Regions from separate parts of the Mus musculus genome. Here region 2 is linked to region 1. A link is a contact called in public promoter capture Hi-C data. All regions are on one chromosome and are shown on one strand. Each heading gives the region's core, a stretch centred on a gene start, on an enhancer-like site or on the middle of the called end of the contact. The rest is flanking DNA. Distances are from core to core; before and after follow the strand shown. Region 1 holds the start of Wdr81 (WD repeat domain 81). Region 2 holds the start of Proca1 (protein interacting with cyclin A1).

Region 1 (3,142 bases), core at 575-3,074:
CACCAGGCCGGCACATCCAGGTCGGGCATGTCAGGGTGGATAGAGCAAAAGATAGAGGGGTCCGTGTAGAACTCGGGTATGCACTCATCCGGTGTCCAGGTCTGCATCCGCTCCATGGTGGCAGGATACTCGTGGGGTTCCCACTGCGCTCGGACATGTCCACAGAGCACCGAGCGCGGTGTGCGACGGGCCTTGTATACATAGTACGTGATGTCAGAGAGCACGTCAGAGATGTGGTGAGGAACATGGGGTGGCTCCCCACTTCCTGCACCACCTGCAACAAATGCCTGCCGGGTCATCTCATAGGTGAAGTCCAATTGCTTATCTCCCTTGTTGAGTCGGAACTTGGATTTACGAAGGTCTCGGAAGCGCCCATAAGGTGTGGTAAAGTCCACCACCCAGGGCAGCACTGGGTGATAGTTGGGATCCCCCTGCCGTCGACCTGCCAACCGATTCAGCTGCATGAGGTAGTGGAAGTTGCTGATTCGGCCATGGACCCAGTCTAGCACAAGGCCCCGAAGTTCTTTCTGGCAGGTGGGACACTCAGTTCTCCCTTCCCCCTCTTTTTCAGACTTAATGCCTGTCCCATTTTTCTCTTCAGAGCCCTCCTGGTTTTCATCCTCGGAAGGCATCTCGTAAGCGCTCAGGTCCAGCCGGAGCTCACTGCATAGCTTCTCGTCTACAGCAATGTGGTGCAAAGACAGAGCCCCACAGGCCAGCCCCTGGCGGTGACAGGCATCCATGGCCCTCAGAACACGGAAGAGAAGAAAGAGCACCTTGGCTTGGCTGTTGGTCAGCTTGGCAGGGCTGAAGGTAACTACATCATGCAGGGAGAATTGCACATAAGGGTGTACCACATAGAGCATCTCGGGCGACTCCAGCAAAGCCTCAGCTCGCAAAAGGCTGGGGCAGGCAGGGCTGCCCCGAGAGGGGCAGGGCCCATCCCTGACATTTGATAGACATGGGATGGATTCACCCACTGGCAAGAAGGTGCATCCATACACCCTCTGGAGAGCTTGTCGTATAGAGTCTAGGGCAGGTAGAGCTGAGGGGGCAGTGCTGTGGCTGTAAGGCTGTCCATAAGTGTGGTATGCATGGCGCCACAGGTTCCGGTAATTCTGGGCAGCCACCTCCTGCATGAACCGAGTGAGAGTTTCAGGGCTACAGGACCCCTCCTCAAAGGGCACGCCTCCACCCAGCGGGTAGGACAGTCTCCGTTTCCGCAGCCCATGCACCTCCACTCGAGTCCAGCCTGGGGGCAGCCTCTGTACCGAACGTTGCAGTAAAGTCCTGACTTCTGCTTCACCCAGGCCCTCAGCCCGGGGACAGGGTCCCAGTCGGCGCTCCCGGAGACTAGCCAGCCAACGCGTGGACACTAGGGCCACTACATGAGTGCCCCCCGGCGCCAGGGCCAGCTGCCGGGCATCAATGTTCAGATCTCTCTCCACGCTCCGGAGCAGCTCCTCCATGTCAGGTCCTGAGGAAGGGGACCAGCCCTCGGACCCTGCTGTAAGAACCACTTTCCGCCTTCTGCTCCCCTGGGCCATTTGGTCCTGGCCGCCTGGGGGCAGCGCAAGGCTGAGCCTGGCCACGGCCCTCCTCGCAGTGGCTTCCGGGGTGCCAGGCCGGGAAGACTGGGATGAACGAGGAGCGGGGGGTAGGGTGCAGGTGACTGCGCGAACCAGCGACAAAGGAAAGAAAGCCTGGGGGTTTTCTTACCCCTCCGCAGGGTCCTGCGCTCCGGGGCGCAGCAGGGCGGGGAGCGCGAAGCACCAGCGCTGAGCTCCACCGTGACGGGTCAGCTGATGCGGGTCATGTGATCTCCCAGACACGGAAACAACCGCACGTGTCTCTAAAGGGCCGGGCGAGATCCCGCCTCTTGCTCTTGTCCCCACCCCTGCTGAAGAGCCAAGGCTCAGTCTCTCCTACTGCCTTTAGGGGGCTTCGTCCGAGGCTCGTTTGGTTCTGGGGCTACGTGGGCAAACCAGCCGCCCTTAAATGCAGAGGAAGATCATCCTGAACAGGCCACTGGACCTTCTCCCCTCTCTGATTTCTCCTGCAGACTCTGAGACGCGGATCTAGTGAGGCTCATCTCAGAAATGCCAGCCCTTTAGCCAAGTGTCAGCTCTGCCAGCAGCAGAACCAGGCCTTTAGGCATACACCCTCTCAATGCTCCCATGCTACTCTGCAAACCAAGGAGTTTAATTTTCCAAAGCACTTGGTTAATAACTTGCCACTTGGCACACAATGTTCTGGGAAGTAGAGAAGTGGCCCAGGCACAAAAGTCTGGCGTTCTTAAAAGGAAATACTCTCCTGAGATTTCCTGTTGAAAATGTAGATGGCAGAGCACCAGCCAGCGTGGTCACAGCCTTGCAGATGCTTCTCTGCCTCTAGTCAAGATGCGACACAGGACAGAGAACAGAAACCAGAGAGCCTGTGCTCAAACTGCAGACTGCGGATCTCCCGACAAAGGTTTTGGTTCCAGCTCATACACAGGCCAGACCAGCAATAAAACCACTTGTGTGCTCAGGCATGGTCATGTGGTGTGTACGGGTGTGTACGGGTGTGTGTGTGTGTGTGTGTGTGTGTGTGTATAGTCTCCTACCTAAGAGTTTGGTGCCTTTAAAATCAGAGTTAGGGAAGAGGGAAGAGAGATGGTTCAGCGGTTAAGAACACTTCCGCTCTGGGGATCTGACACCTGGCTTCCACAAGCACCCACACACCCATACAAATACACACATTAAAAAAAAAAAAATCACTGGGCAGTGATGGCACACGCCTTTAATCCCAGCACTTGGGAGGCAGAGGCAGTCAGATTTCTGAGTTCAAGGCTAACCTGCTCTACAGAGTGAGTTCCAGAACATCCAGAGCTACACAGAGAAACCCTGTCTCAGGAAAAAACAAACAAAAAAAAACCCTTAAACTGGGCGTGGTGGCACACGCCTTTAATCCCAGCACTTGGGAGGCAGAGGCAGGCGGATTTCTGAGTTCAAGGCCAGCCTGGTCTACAGAGCGAGTTCCAGGACAGCCAGGACTACCCAGAGAAACCCTGTCTCGAAAAACAAACAAACAAAAAACCCTTAAACTCCAGGTGTGGTGGTACATAACTTTATTCCCAGCATTTGCAAGGCAGAAACAGGCA
Region 2 (2,981 bases), core at 378-2,877, 2.7 Mb after region 1:
CCTGAAGCCTTTGAGTTGTTTACTTCCTGAGCTTAAGGAACTTTCCTGAAGGGGAGAATGTTTGATCTCCCTGCAGAACCGGCTGTGTGACCTTTCTATCATGAAACACTCAGAATTCTGAATAGGACTTTGGGTTATGATCCTCCCCAGAAATCCTTCACTGCACTTTCTGTACTACAGGAGCCAGGCCACTGGTACAGACACTTCTGGCTCAGTCCCAAGTCCTGTAACCAACACATATGACATCATTAACAACAGGGTCTTACCATTCAGTTTTGGAATGTTGCTGACAGCAGTGGTAAATAGCCCTATTGTTCTAGAGGCTTCCCTGACCAGCAACTCTAAGGAAGTAATCCACCCTTACTACTAGGGGGTTATATTTATTTATTTTTGAAACAGGGTTTCATGGTCAGCCCCAGGTGACCTGAAACTCAGAGATCTGCCTGCCTCTGCCTCCCAACAAAGGCACACAGGCCCATGCCACCACATCCGGCTTTCTCCCCTACCCCCCCCCCTCTTTTTTTTTTTTGAGTCCTGATCTTGGCTCTCCTGGAGCTCACGATGAAAATCAAGCTGGCCTCGAACTCAGAGATCTACCTGCAAGTGTGTGGATTAAAGGCAAACATCACCATGGCCAGCCTATCCTCTGCTTTTTGAGGTACACCTATTCTGGCTTTGGAAGCTGATTGGAGGTAAACTGAGAGATGTGACGTGAGGGATATCTGTGAAGCAGCTCTCATTCATTCACATCGTCTTGTACAGAGTTGGTTAACCCAGTGTGCATGTGAGAAGTCACCTCAATACTCAGTTCTCCCAGGGGCCTGCCCGAATGTGTAGTCCCATGAGGTGCATGTATAGGACAGTTGCACATATACTTTTTTGTTTTGTTTTGTTTTTGTTTTTCGAGACTGGGTTTCTCTGTGTAGCCCTGGCTGTCCTGGAACTCTCTCTGTAGACCAGGCTGGCCTCGAACTCAGAAATCAGCCTGCCTCTGCCTCCCGAGTTGCTGGGATTAAAGGCGTGCGCCACCACCACCCCGCACACATGTACTTCTTATGTTAGATCTGTGTAGACTTTTGGCGTCATCGTGTGTGATATACGAGTGAAGTGTGGACGCTGTGTTTGAGCAACGTGAAGGTTTCCTACTGGGATGGAGTTACCACGAATGTAAGTCACCTTACTTTCTCAACAGGAAAATAGGGCACTGTGGGGCCTAGGGATTGGGAGGAAATCTGAAGGGTAGATCTGAGGGGGATGGGTCTGGCGATCCGGGGTTAGGGGGCTTTAGGGTGTACTATACACAGTGGAGGAGGGACTTGTCACCAAGGAGACGCAAAGCCAGGATACCTGCAAGGACATACGTTCATGAAGATTGGTCCCTGGCTAACCTCCAGAAGGCGTGGCGGTCCTGGTGCTAGAGCTTGAATTTGGAAGGGGCGGGGCCAGCAACTGTTGTGGGCGGGGCTCTGGGCTAGAGTTTTCTAGAAGCAGGGACCAGCAAGGTGCTAAGTATGGGACTGAGTGCTGGGTCTGTAAGGTAAAGGTAAAAGCCCGTACTGGCGTTAAGGGTGTGACGAAGGGACTGGAAGGAGCTGGAGATCCCGGATGAAGAACCCGACTGACGCTTAGACCCGGGCTGGAAGACCTGAGGGGGGGAGGCGGGCGGGGGGTTGGGCAAGCATGAGGCGGAGCTAGGGGCTGGACTGGAGCTTACAGCTGGGCCGAGGGCTCGACCAAGCTGAGGTTCAACGTTGAACTCTGCGAGGTAGGGTCCTGTGGAAGAACTGGGCTGACAGCGATGTGGGTCAGGACGACAATAACGGTTAAAAGATGGACTGAGGAAAGGTCTGGCCGCAAAATTGAGAGAACCGAGAGAACTGGTAAGGGGCGGGGCAGAAGGATGGGGGCGTGGCTGGGCGTGGCTCTGGAAGTTTGCTTGACTTGGCTTCCTCCCGACCCAGGCTCAGCTCTTGAGCATTAGGCTGCAACCTCTGGCCTGGGCTACCGCCCCAAAGGCGCTAGGGTTCGGTAGAACCCTTGGCCCAATGCTCATCTGGGCTCCAGGGCTGGGCGGCCAGTTCCATTGACCTTGAGGGTGGGAAAGCGTCTGAGTATTCCACAAGTGACATCATAATCACCTCCAAGTGCCTAGCTAGGAGACATTTCCCAGAACAGGGCTCACTGGCCTCTCTTGCACTCTCCTCTCTCTCTCTCTCTCTCTCTCTCTCTCTCTCTCGCTCTCGCTCTCTCGCTCTCTCGCTCGCTCTCTTTCTCTCTCTCTCTCTCTCTCTCGCTCTCTCGCTCTCTCGCTCTCTCGCTCTCTCGCTCGCTCTCTCGCGCTCTCTCGCTCTCGCTCTCTCTTCCTTTTTCTTTCTTTCTTCCCTCCACACACCTTTTGTTTTGTTTTGTTTTGTTTTTTCGTTTTTTTTCGGGACATGGTTTCTCTGTATAGTCTTGGCTGTCCTGGAACTCACTCTGTAGACCAGGCTGGCCTTGAACTCAGAAATCCCCCCTGCCTCTGCCTCCCAAGTGCTGGGACTAAAGGCATGCGCCACCACTGACCGGCTTTTTTTTTTTTTTTTTTGTCCCTCCACACACATTCTTTTGGCTGCTCTAGTGCCTGTCCTCTGGGCCTCAAAGGAAGGGAGGGGTTTTGCAGGATAAGGAGGATCCTCTACAAATAAATGTGCATTTTGAGTTAGGTCCCTGCTACCTGTCCCAACGAAGAGACCACATGCTTTTCTCTTCCTTTCAAGCTATTACCATCTTCATTCTGCCACAGGAGCTCTGGACCGACTGCCTTGATCACCGCTCCCCTCTGTCCTCTTTGGACAAAGAGGCAGACTATCTCTCCAAATCCCACTTCTCGTTGATCCTTCCTGTTTTCCCTCCCAAACAGCTGATGTTGTCAACATCTATTAGGAGTATTAGTGGAAGGCAAACAGGCTTCAGCCTTGCATAAAGCCTGCTAGAGTGACAGG

What was found. Promoter capture Hi-C pulls out the DNA fragments that hold promoters and counts their contacts.
Region 2: a contact with region 1 is called in a promoter capture Hi-C map of embryonic stem cells, with 7 times the contacts expected there. The contact joins the promoter of Proca1 here to the promoter of Wdr81 in region 1. A contact is called at or near these places in 3 of 39 promoter capture datasets (embryonic stem cells, liver and pre-B cells).

Annotation. Positions count from the first base shown.
Region 1 is chr11:75,452,893-75,456,034 of GRCm38.p6, forward strand. It overlaps Wdr81 (WD repeat domain 81), which reads right to left and starts at 1,825. Exons shown (of 10, transcript NM_138950.2): 1 at 1-1,825. The coding sequence starts at 1,547.
Region 2 is chr11:78,193,075-78,196,055 of GRCm38.p6, forward strand. It overlaps Proca1 (protein interacting with cyclin A1), which reads left to right and starts at 1,628. Exons shown (of 4, transcript NM_001368876.1): 1 at 1,628-1,880. The coding sequence starts at 1,799.